3 separate regions of the Mus musculus genome follow, and regions 2 and 3 are each linked to region 1. A link is a contact called in public Micro-C and promoter capture Hi-C data. All regions are on one chromosome and are shown on one strand. The core of a region is the stretch at or near the end of the contact, and the rest is flanking DNA. Distances in the headings are between cores, read along the strand shown.

Evidence for each region. Promoter capture Hi-C pulls out the DNA fragments that hold promoters and counts their contacts. Hi-C and Micro-C count contacts between places; a contact is called where the count stands out from the background.
Region 2: a contact with region 1 is called in a promoter capture Hi-C map of pre-B cells. The contact joins the promoter of Cnot6l here to the promoter of Hnrnpdl in region 1.
Region 3: a Micro-C map of embryonic stem cells shows a contact between it and region 1, with 5 times the contacts expected there. The contact joins the promoter of Bmp2k here to the promoter of Hnrnpdl in region 1. A contact is called at or near these places in 2 of 484 Hi-C or Micro-C datasets (embryonic stem cells and pre-B cells).

Annotation. Positions count from the first base shown.
Region 1 is chr5:100,037,115-100,041,161 of GRCm38.p6, forward strand. It overlaps Hnrnpdl (heterogeneous nuclear ribonucleoprotein D-like), which reads right to left and starts at 2,108. Exons shown (of 8, transcript NM_016690.4): 1 at 1,606-2,108; 2 at 699-867; 3 at 454-615; 4 at 1-102. The coding sequence starts at 2,048. Enoph1 (enolase-phosphatase 1) reads left to right here and starts at 2,880. Exons shown (of 6, transcript NM_026421.3): 1 at 2,880-3,188. The coding sequence starts at 3,105.
Region 2 is chr5:96,160,079-96,164,125 of GRCm38.p6, forward strand. Cnot6l (CCR4-NOT transcription complex, subunit 6-like) reads right to left here and starts at 1,912. Exons shown (of 12, transcript NM_144910.2): 1 at 1,859-1,912. It overlaps Gm52799, which reads left to right and starts at 1,717. Exons shown (of 2, transcript XM_030254979.1): 1 at 1,717-1,813; 2 at 2,061-3,868. The coding sequence starts at 1,717. The coding sequence ends at 2,677.
Region 3 is chr5:96,995,800-96,999,846 of GRCm38.p6, forward strand. Bmp2k (BMP2 inducible kinase) reads left to right here and starts at 1,890. Exons shown (of 16, transcript NM_080708.1): 1 at 1,890-2,297. The coding sequence starts at 2,129.

The DNA.
Region 1 (4,047 bases), core at 858-3,357:
TTCTAACAGTTTCTTTACTGGCTCTTCGTCTGTGTATGTGATAAAACAGAATCCTCTTCTTTCATTTGTTTTTGTATCCATGGGAAGCTCAATATTTTCTATCTGAAATCAGGTGCACAGACAAAACAAACAAACCCACCAGTTAATAAAGATTATATAATGCCACAGGCTCTTCACAAACACCAGACACATCTACTGACCACCATGTTCTAAAAAGTTGTGTTTTATCTTTTTATAGTACCTTACACCCCAGAGGCCACCAATTGGTGAAACACTTTACACCTTTGGGGCTTTGGCTAAGTAAGATTAGATACTGGTTTCCACTACAACATAGAAAGCAGCAGTGAAGACGAAGCAAGAGAATTCAGTCCCATCCGGTGAAATATTAATGAACCCCCCCAGACTTGACCAAACACGAGCACAGACACACATACATACACAAACACAGCCCACCTCTCCAAAGGCTCCAAAATATTCTTTAATTTGTTCTTCTGAAGTATCTGGGCTCAATCCACCCACAAAGACCTTTTTAGGGGGTTCTTTCCCCTTTAAAGCTTTGGCCCTTTTGGGGTCTATCAATTTGCCATCCAGTTTGTGTTCTTTCAGTTCCAAAACCTGGAAGACAAGGCAGTTTGGACTTAAAAGCCTAGAGCAACTTGCAAGCAACGCAGTAGACTCAATGCAAAACACAGCCCTACCTTATCCACACTAGCAGCATCTTTGAAAAGCACAAATCCAAATCCTCTTGATCTTCCCGTGACTGGGTCTGTTTTAATTGTGCAGTCTACCACTTCCCCAAATCGAGACAAATATTCAGTCAGATCTTTCTTGCTTGTATCCCAGCTCAAGCCTCCAATAAACATTTTACTAGAAATAAAGTTATTTAAGAAAAATAAGCTTAACAGTAACTTAGTGATTAAATACAGGGCAACTTACTCTCCAGACGCAATCTGTTTTGACTACAAACACTAACATTAGACCACAAAAATCTTAACCACTTGTTCAAGCCAGCTGGCACGTTGCTTTGTACCACGCGAACTCAAAACTTAGAAAAAAAAAAAAAGCCATTAGAATCTGGTAGATGTCCTGCCCTGCTTGCTTTGGATTGCAGAGCACAACTTTTACACCGATTCCCCCGCAACTTACGTAGACTCTTGCCCACAGCCTTAAAGCCAACTTTGCTACCTAGGAAACTTTTAGTGCCAGTCGTCTACTGGTGCCCCAACCAAAAGTTTCCCAAACCTAACCCAGGAAAATTCGCGAGCGGCCAACACACACAATGAAGAGGCGGCAGCGGCAGCAGCAGCTGCAGCAAGTGGCGCACAGAACCCGGCCCCTCCCCCCTCCCGGGCCCCACGCGGCGCCTGCGCACTCGGGACACCGACGGCGCCTCTCTCCTTCCCCAACCCCTCCTCCCTTCCCCCACCCGCGGCGGGCCTCTCGAGTCACCCCATCTTACTTTCCACTAGTGGGGAAGGCTACTGGGGTCCAGCGGGCACGCGGAGAATCGACTCGGGGAAAGACTGGGGGCAGCGCGCGCGGCTCCGGAGGGACGAAGGGCGCGCGCGGGGCTCTGGGGGAGGGGAGGAGCGGAGCGTGCGGTACCCGTCATCCTGCTGGTTCTTGCTCGCGTTGATCTTGGATCCCTCTGCGAACTCCTCTATGTTGCTGTACTCATTCATGTCCTCCATGGTGGCGGAGCCGTCGGCGAGGGGGTGCTGGCGCGCAGTCCGGGTCCCGGCGGCAGCGGCGGCGGAGCGTTGTATGGAGCTAGATTTAAAATGGCGGCGGAAGAGATCCGGCCGCCGCCTGCGCCCTCCCTTTATAGCCGCCCCGCCCGCCAATCGGGAGGGCTGCTGGGCGGTGACGTGGCGCGGGCTCCGGCGCGCCCCCTGGCGGGAGGCGCTGGAAGCGAGCGAAGGGAGGAGCGGGGCGAGCTGCCGGGGAGCCCGTGGCCGCCAATGGGAGAGGCCGCGGGAGGCTAAAGTAGCGGGAGCGGAGGGGAACAATGGCGGCGGCACATGGGAGAGCCGGGGCGGGACCTCCATCGCCGCGCTCCGGATGAGGAGCGAGGTCGCGCCGCGGGGAGAGTCAGCCGTGCGGGACCGGGAATCGCGAGCGGCGCCGTGGCAGGGCCACAGTCCCTCTTGCCTTGAGAGCCGTTGGCGTCGCGCGTCCAGTTCGGCTCAGTCCCTTGCTGCGCCCTCAGTCCCCTAGTGCAGAGCTGCTGCTGCTGCTGCAGCGGCGGCCACTCCGGCAAAAGGGCGGCGTGCACCCCGCGCCGCTTGCTGAAGCTGCAGCGCGCCCGTCCGCCCGCTCGCTCGCCCGCCCTCCCGGCGCACGCGTGTTTTGTCCTCGCGCCGGCTGCAACCAGCCGAGCAGAAAGCCTGTGCGCGATGACCGCCTCCGTCCTGGCGGGGACGGCTTTTCCGCCGTCGCCTCGGGGCGGTGTCGGCTCAGGGGCCGTGGCTGCAGGATCTCTCTCTGCAGCCCGGGTTCCGTGCGTTCGTTCTCCGAGGCTGGCTGAGGCCGCGGCGGAGGGCGGGGCCTGCTCGGATGACTGAAGCTGTGCCAAGGTGCACGCGGTGGGCGGGGAAGGGGTCAGGTGCCGGGGAAGACAAGGGGCACTCACGTCCCGGGCGCGCCACTCAAGGGACTCCCGTCTGCACGAGCCCCGGGCCTCCCGCGCAGGCTCCAGCAGGCTGCGGAGGGCTGGTGCCCGCGCTCGGGCTCCAGGCTCCAGGCTTGGGTGCTCGCTTCTTTGTTCCCGCCCACGCGAGGCCTATTTTGACCGACGGGTTCGCGGCTCGCCGGCGGCCAATAGGCACGCGCTCCTTGTTTCCTCCACCCCCCCCCTTTGAATCCCGGAGCCCCGCCCCTCCGGCTGCCCACGTGGTCCGGGCCTGCGCGGCTCGCCTGCTCGTCGGGTGTAGTACCCTAGGCGGCTTCCTCTGCAACTGCGGGTCCCAGCTCTGTCTCTGAGCCCCTGGTCGTTCGCTGTCGCCAGCGCCTCGGTTGTTGCTGGGCCCTCGGGAGCTCAAGACGCGCAGGCGGTGTTGCCCTCCTTAACCAAGGCCGAGCCCGTGGTAGCATCCGGCAGGGAAATGGTCGTGGTTTCCGTGCCCGCCGAAGTCACCGTAATCCTGTTAGATATCGAAGGTACCACAACCCCGATTGCTTTCGTGAAGGTGAGGGGCGGAAGGGAGCGGGGAAGTTACTTGTGCCTAAAAGCATCTGAAAGGGAAATTTTAAGTGTTGGAGATTTTGCCTGGGAGGCTCAGGAGAGGCGGTGTGGCTTTATGTCTCTGGAATGGGGAAGAGAAGCTGCGGCGGTTTGCGGGGGTGCTTTTCCTCGCGCCACCATCTTCTCCCCTGTCCTTGCTTTCGGTTAGGTGGAGAAGGATAGGAAGAAGTGGAGATGGTCTCAGCAACGGCTTGGGGAGGGGCAGGTCAGCTGGGAGGAGTTGGGGTGATTGGAGCTCCCACGGCCTGGCAGGTAGGTGTGTCGCCCGGTGGATGAGCGTCCCCCATGTGCTGAAGGTTGCGGCCCGCAGAGGTGGTGGCCTTGACTTAGTGGTCCTTGAGGTTTAGGCCTTCCCAATGCAAAGACTAAAGTGAAAGGATTTCTAGTGGCTCTGGTATCTTGGGCAATAGCAATTGATTTTCGCACCATCTCACTTGCGCTGGTTTTGAGACTATAAGAACACACCTAAAATTCCATTCATTTTTCTTAGAAAGCCATGGTATCTTGAAGCTTTTGAGTATCTGTCGGGTTAACACAGTTTCACAGGCTTAGGACTTGACTTTCTTCCATGTAGTCAATTTATGCACTGATATTTATGATAGAATAGTTGAGGGTAGTATGGAGGGGGGGGAGTTGGAAAACCCATCGTCCAGTAAACTGCAGCCTGCTTTAAGGTCTATTTTGATTGTTTACTTGTTACAATTGTCTGATTTTTCTAGATGTAGGTCATAATGTTTGTACACAACTTTAGGTCTCCAAATATAACAGCTATTTTATTTAAGACAGGCTCTTAAATAACCTCT
Region 2 (4,047 bases), core at 662-3,161, 3.9 Mb before region 1:
TCGGCTGTTCCTCGAGTAATGTTGATAGAAACAGCTTTTTACTTCTCCTCTCCCCACCCCCACCCTCCCATTGAAGAACATACTGTTTCTCTGTGAGCCTAGGTTCAGAAAAGAGCAATCTCTGGTCATTACAGTGACCACGACCTAAAAGCTTCAAATGATACAGTATTGTGTGACTCCACCCACAGTCAAGGTCTAGCTGTGTGGTCTAACTAGACCCAAATATAAAAAGTGAGGTTAGTCGGCAACTAAAATACCGTTTACATACAGTTCTGAAATGCCCTATTCACTCAGTGGCAGATTTACCTTTATTTCCGCTTTTTGTTTTGAGATAGCTTTCCAGGAGCACACAATAAATTGACCATAGAGGCTGATGATCTAGGTTTGGGAGACTTAAGGAAAAACACGTTTGGTTGCACATGACTATCTCCATGGAGAATTAAGATAACGAGAATCAGTAAGATAGCATCTAAAACTGCTGTAGCGTGCCTTCACTGTGTACAAACAGCTCAGCTAAACTCCTGAACACAATCCGCCTAAACAGTCTAAGCTAAATAAGCCGCCGGTAGGGTTAAGATGACAGCTCCGGGAACTTCCTCTTCCTCACTGACCTCCTCAGTTCTGTGTCCACGCCTTTCCCTCTAGGAGGCAGGATATAAGCCATTTCAAATTCACAAAATTGATCCAATCCCACCAACACCACAGGCCAACAAGGCCAGTTTCCCTTTCTTCCTCTCTGCCTTTCCAGAGTGATTTCCAGGGAAGTGAAAAATCTAACCAACGATAAAGTATCCGCTGCAACAACTGCAACAACAAAGAACGTATTTACTCAAGCCTCTGCTCGCACAGCCTTAAAGGACGGACGGAAAGAGGAGATCCGAACCCCACGAATTCCGAGATTTCCTGTTTTGATTCACTTTCCCTCGGGTTCCCCACGCCAGCCTGGGAAGGCCTGCAGTTAGAACGCCAAAATATGCCTTCCTCTCCCCTTGGGAGACGCGGAGGCGGCACAGGCGACCACGATCCGCGTGTCCCGCCCCCGACCCTCACCTGGCCAGGCCCGGGGCAGCGCCCGGGGCCCGCGCGAGGACGGAGTCCCAGGAGCGTCTGGGGAGGCCACCGGGCGCGAAGACGGTTAGGCCGCGCTGCAGGCCGGCGCGCTTCCTGCCGCGGCCCCGGCCTCGGGAACCGCGGCCCGAGCCCCCGCTGCCCGCCGCCCGCCGCCGTGGGGGCCGCACTGCCTCCCGCGTCCACGGCGTGGGTTCCCGCCGAGCCGTTCTCACCTGTGAGGCTCTGAGCCCCGGCCTCGAAGCGGAAGGACCTCGACGCTCTGGGGTCCCCGACTCCGTCCCCCTCCCCACACGCACACGGCCTGGAACCCGCGCCCCCTGAGGCGACGCGGGCCGGCTCCCGCCGCCCGACACACACACACGCAGACACACACACACGCGACACACACGCACACCCACTCGCCGCGGGGCCGCCTCCCGCCCGCCAAAGTCCCAACTCACACACCCACACACGTTCGTCCCTCGCCCACCTCACTTCCCCGGGGAGACGCGCTCCCCCTCGCTCCACTCCCGGTCCGACTCCGAGGCACGGAAACACTCTACCTCATTCTCCTCCGCGGGCCCTGAACGAGCACCAGCAGCCATTTCCCCGCGGCTGGGGAAACACACACACACAAACACGCGCGCGCGCACCAGGGCCCCACAGATGCTCCCCTCCAGACCTCAGACGCAAACACAAACACCCACGCCCGCCCGCTCACCCCGAGGGGCCGCGGCGGCGGCGGGAGGCCGGGCCCCGGAAGGCGAGCGCGCAGGGCCGGGAGTCGAGGCCCGCGCCCCCTCCTCACCTGCATTCAGCGCGCCAGGGTCCGGACGGCGGCGACGGCGGCGGCGGCGGGGCGGCTGCTGCTGGGGCTGCGGCGGCGGGGGAGGCGGCGGCGGCGGTGGCGGCGGGGCTGAGGGCAGTAAAGACATGCAGGCAGCCCGCCGGGGGGAGAGGCACCGGCCGGAGGGGACGCGGGGCGGGCGGGCCGGGCCGGGCCGCCTGAGGAACCACCGAGGCGGCGGAGGGCGGCCGAAGGGAGCGCAGAGCAGACGGATCGGGGGGCGGGGAGGGGGGACGCGGGCCGCGCCGCGCAGGACCGGGGCGACCGGGGCGCGTAGGAGAGGGCCCGCGGTCGCCGGAGACGCCGCTGCGAAAGCCTCGCGGAGCCCGCCCTTGGCCTTGGCCTCCTGGCGCTGAGGCTGCCGCCGCCGCGGGGGTCGATGCCGAGCCGGGTCGCTGCCGAGGCCGGGGCCGAGGAGAGAGAAAAAGAGAGGGAGAAGAGAGAGAGAGAGACGCGAGCTTTCGATGCCTTCGCTCTAATTCACACACGCTCACAACCCCGAGGGCCGGGGAGAGAAGTCCAGGCGCTATCGCTTTAGAGATTAATAACAAGGTGCAGAGAGTGCGAGGAGGAGGAGGAGGAGAGTTGATTGACGTGGAGGGGCTGGCGGGAGTCAGTCACTCCCCGGCGCCGAGGGGTGGGGTGAGGGGAAGGGGGCGGGGCCCCGGCGCGCCGCGCTTCGGGAGTTGCGCGTGCGCGCGGGACGGCCAAGCGCCTGGCTCGCTTCTTACCGTCGCCCTCGCTGGTGTTTTGGGAAAAAAAAAAAAACTGCTTTATTAGATTGAGTGGAGGGTAGAAGCCGAGAAGACTCGTACGATTAGCAGAACCTAGGTGCTGATGCTGGGGATGGGGAAGGGACACGCGGGTGCTTGCACTGTTTCCTGACGCTGGCCCACGCAGGCCCACAGCAGAGCTCAGGGCATTCTGGGTGGTTAATTAAGGAGACCTCAGGTGAGGTGGAACGACCCAAGGAAATGTTTTCTGACGTCCTCAGTGGGTTTCTTGACTTCTTCTTCTTCTTTTTAAAAACAGCATGTGTAAATTGCATGGCGGGAGGTGGGTTTAAAAGCCTATGACGCTCTGCGATAACCCCGTCCTATTTTTAATCCTCTCTCGCGATAAAATTGTATTTGGCAGTTTGCGGCGGTTACGGAGTGAAAACATTTAAGTGTAAACTGGAAATATTATTGGTTACCGTGTGAATGGAGCTTGCTATTTTAAGTCCGGAGGATTTTACTTGTGCCACCTGAAGCTTCTTCCAACAAAGCTAGAAGCAAATTGCATGTGCTCTGCAAGGCAGAGTGCTGCCTTGGATTTTGCACTTTTCCGTCTCTCCCGGCGCATGGCTCTGTGCTGGGTATTTACCGACGCCGGTCCAGAGTCGATTCAATATGTTTTATTCTCAAATATATGTTGTTTTCAGCACTCTTAAGGCACCGTGTTGGTTGCCTTTTTCTCAGGCCTTGTTATTGAATGTTTAAAGCCTTTATCTTTTGAGAGAAGAAGGGGGTGCAATTATAAATGCAAATTATTTATGGAGAACTGAACTGCATTTTCTTCTTGTTACCAGGAAGTGTGAATGAGTGAAAAAGCCCCTCTGGGTCAAAAAAAAAAAAAAAAAAAAAAAAAAAACCTACCAGCTACCTTTTTTCCATCCTGGTTCAGTTTCTATTTCCTACTAGCAACTTCTCCCCCCCCCCTCCTCCCCACCCCCATACACACACACACACACACACCAACAGCAACACTTTATGTAAGAGGTGTTAAGATGGCCTTAATCATGCAAGAAGTCTATTCAATCCCAACTGGTTTAGTCCAACCTGACAAGATACTAATAGTAATTAGTAATCTTTGGCTTTGTAAACAACAAAGCCAAACAACAAAGCCAACAAGTTACCCCAGGAGGCCAGAATAGTGAACCTGCCTGTATAGCACCTGACTAAGTAAATTTCTTGACACATACTCCCAAAATAGAAAGACTAGCAAATGTTGCAAAGGGGGAAAATAAAGACTTCAGAATTTAAGTCAGATAAGTGTGATACTTACATGTCTCACATGTCTCCAAATGCCTGTAGGTAGCTTTCTAGGTCCTGCACAGTAAGCACACATACATGCCAGTTGTGTTGTGTTCTTTCCCAGCACGGGAAAGA
Region 3 (4,047 bases), core at 640-3,139, 3.0 Mb before region 1:
AATCGCACAAAATGACTAGATTTCTCCACTATTCTGCTTGAAAAAAACCACAACTAACTGTTGGAGAAAGGCGACTCCTAAGACTCCTCACAGTAAGGAAGATGGCCAGCTCATTTCTAAATGGAAACTCCCAAGTGCCACAACACATCAATCATCTGACATGTAATCCGACTTCCACTGAGCTGGAATGTACTTTAAATGTCAGGCCTTTGGATGAAGAATGTCAGTTTAGTGGGTTATGTGGCAGAAATGCCTGAATCTGGAGCCCTGTGTGTGTCGGACAAACAGCTTCTCTTCAAACAGCAGAGAGAAGAGTGAACAGAGGGTTATAAGCTGTCTTTTGAATAAGCATATTTCCTAATGTCTCTGCCCGTACCTCATTAAAAAGACAAAGAAAACAGCGGCGGAGAAAACATCATTAGGCTGATATTTGAGAAAATTGGAGAAATATTACACTATGGGTAGAGAGAAAAATTTACATTTTTTAGCTTAAGAAATTGGGAACTTCAAGCACCGTTATTATTATTTTAAATTAAAAGATCTTGGCATGCATTCCAGGCTGGCCTCCGATTCGTGGTTCTCTTGCTTCAGCTAGAATTAGCCTCGGGCTACCGAACCTATTTTCTATAGAGGCCAAGCTAGGCCTGATGGCGAGGCTTGCTCATAATCCCAGTACTAGGGGGCACAATGGCAGAGACAGGAAGATCACAAGTTTAAGGCTATCTCTGGTAGCTAATGAGGTCCAGGCCAGCTCAGGCTGTATGTGACTCCATGTCCAGGAAGTGGGCTGGAGCGAAAATCCTTCTCTTTGCACATTTTCTCCATTTTGCCATCCTTTCCACTCCCACATGCCCTCTGCCCGAATTCCTGTGCCCTTCCCACTGGCATGAGACTCTTGCAGTTTATGAAAAGTGAGGCAATCGGGAGTTCTTTTTCCAACGGGCGAATCTTTTGTTCGGGTGGGGTCAGAGATTGGTGCTGCCTCTGTTTCCAAACAGTCCTAAGTCTGCCGGCCTGGACTAAGGATCTGACCCTAACCTACTTTTTCAGAATGGCTGAAAGCGAGTAACTAAGACTTTTGATGCTCCAGGCCACAAGCCAGCTGTGTGACCTTGGGCGACAGGGTTACGTCTTCTCCAGCCAATGGCGATTAATGATATTTAAAAATCTTAATATCTTTTTCTGAACACAATCGCACGGCTCCGACATTGTACACACAGAGCTTTTAAAGCTCTCCCAAGTAATTCTTAAACCGCAGAACGCTTCTGAGAGCAAACATCCGGTACAGTGCGAGGACACCTGGGCTTCGCAAGTCGCCCCGTGGGAACCTGCGAGCTTCGCGCTGCTCCTCCGCCCACGCTCCGGGGAGCCCTGGAAAACCGATCCTCTCGGGATAGAGTCTGGAAAACTGGCTGAGACTCGAAGCCGGCAGCTTCCGAGAGTGGGTCACGCTGCTGGCGGCATTTAAGGACTCCAGAGCGGCACACACAATTCCAACCCGAGTAGCCCCACCGATCCGCGTGGGTTCCACCTCCTTGATAACCCGGACCCCGGACTTCACCCCTAGCCCCAGCCCCCACGTCGATGTGCCCGTTCCTCCTCCACGTGACACGGGCCGGAACCGTCACTTCCGGCGGCGGGGACAGCGCGCTTGCGCGCGGGGCTCGGCGCCCGGCTCTGCAAGCGGTTGGCACCGGCGCCGCGCCCCCCAACAGCCGCAAGGGGCGGGCGGCATCGGTGTGAGCCGGGCCGGGCCGAGCTGCGGTCTCCAGGGCACGCAGGCCGCCGGGCCTAGCGCCACGCCCCCCTCGGCCGGCCCCTCCCTCTTCCCGGGCAGCTCGCGCCCCGCGCGCCAGGCTCCGCCCCGGCCCCGCCCCGGCCCCGCCCTCCCCGCTGGCTCTGCGGGCGCCGGGCAGCTGCAGCGGGCGGCCAGGGCTGCGCGCTCGGGACGCGCGGAATGTGAGGCGCGGCGAGCCGCTGCGCACCGACGCTCGCGCGCGCGAAGGGCGGCGACCCCTCGAAGACGGTCGGCCGCGCCCGGCGCTCCGCTGTGCGACGCGCGGGTCTGGGCTCTCGCCCTCGCGCGCCCTAGTGCCCTCCTGGTGCCCTCCAGCGCGCCGGCGGGACCATGAAGAAGTTCTCTCGGATGCCCAAGTCGGAGGGCAGCGGCGGCGGGGCGGCGGCTGGCGGGGCCGCGGGCGGCGGGCTCGGCGGCGGCTTCGCAAGCTCGTCCATGGGGGTCCGGGTGTTCGCCGTCGGCCGCTACCAGGTCACCCTGGAGGAGTCGCTGGCCGAAGGTACGGGCGCGGCGGGAGGCAGGTGAGGGAGGCCGGGGTGTGGCGGCGGCTGCGGGGCCGGCCCGGCGGCGGCTGGACAGTGGCTCCGGTGTGAAGCCGCTGGCAGCTCCGGTGCGGGCACGATTGCCTGCTTAGGAGTTTGAAATCTTTCTCTGTTCTTCCTGGCGCGAGGAAAGAAATAGAAGACGTCCCAGTAAGTGATGTGGTGTCATGATTGGACCCGTGACTCATTAGGGGGTCAGATGGAGCAGTGCTGGGACACTGTCTGGCCGGTGTCCTGCGTTGCTTTCGGGTCCGAGCCTCCCGGACTTCCAGGGCGGTGGACTCCGCTGGGGTTTGTTTCTGCTAAAAACCAAAACAAAACAGGACTCCCAAACCACTGTATATGGCTATATGTATACAGATAATATGTCTCTCTCTCTCTCTCTCTCTGTGTATGTGTGTGTGTGTTGGCACGGTCTTCCAAGTTCAGTGGCTGCTTAGGGGTGGCGTGTGGGAGTAAACTTGAAGCACGTTTATCTTCGTTGTTTAGAATCTTCACACAAGGTCCCGTTTTTTGTCCTCTCTGTGTCATTTTGTTAGTACTTTAACAGGCAAAGTGGAACAGTTTAACTTTTCCATGTGAGGTTTTGGTGGCTCTTTTATTGTCTGAAGGAGGTTATGACAGCGTGTAAAAGCATAGCTAGGGAAAACAAAGTTTACTCCGTGTTAAAAATATTTCTTGACTTTAGTTTTGTATCTCTGGTGTAATTGGTTTGTAGAAAATACTTTCTGATTTCTTATTGCATGCCTTGACCTCTGAAGTTTTGAATGTGGAATATTAAGAAATATGTTGAAAAAGTCCCTGAGAAATAATCTCTTGTATGTATGTGAGTGACTTAAAAATAAGAATAAGAAAACCAGAGACTGTAGGGAGCCGTCTTGATATTCTGTGTTTGAAAAACAAGGCAGCTCCCATTTGTAGTTTTGAAATTCCATGAACAAAAGGAACCAGCACAAGAAAGAGCTGAGGGCTTCTGTCTATAAAATAAAGGAAAAGCAGACTTACATTATCAGGAGTGTGTGTCTTGATTTTGTAGGCCATTGTTCACATTAACAGCACCGCCCCCCCCTTCTGAACATTGGTGAAGTGGAGGGACGAGATTGCCAGATTTTGAGAAGGGTTTCTGAGTGGTTTTGATAGGTTTGTTCTATTGCAAACTTTGCTAGCTATTGATTCAAGAGGAATTTCAAGTGTGAACTAAGTTGGGTAGGTGTTAGCATCGGTGGCTGTCAACTCACGAGTATACTGTCAGTTGTTCAGTAGTACACTGAAGTGTAGCTTGAATGGTGTTAGCCCTTCTCACTGAGTTTCAGGTCTCTTAGTATTAAGAAAAGTACTAACATTTCATCAGTAGACTGTAAATCTTATAGCCCTCACTCTGTTACTCAGTAACGGAGCATTGATATCACTGTTAGAGTGTTCAGTGTGTGTGTGTGTGTGTGTGTGTGTGTGTGTACGCGTGCATGTGCAAGAGGACACACACATGAAGGTAGGCCCGTCACACCAGACTTGAGACAGTTCTGCTAAAGTTACTAGGCAAGCCTTGACTTTTCCATCCTCCTGCTTCAGCCTTCTAGTGCTGGGCTCGTACGCAGGTTGTTATCAACATGCACGGCTTCCACTGACTTTTGCTTTAAGTGTTTCTGTTTGGTATTCGTGGTGTGTATCCTGTGTGTGTGTATGCCTGTGGGTGCATGCATGTGTATG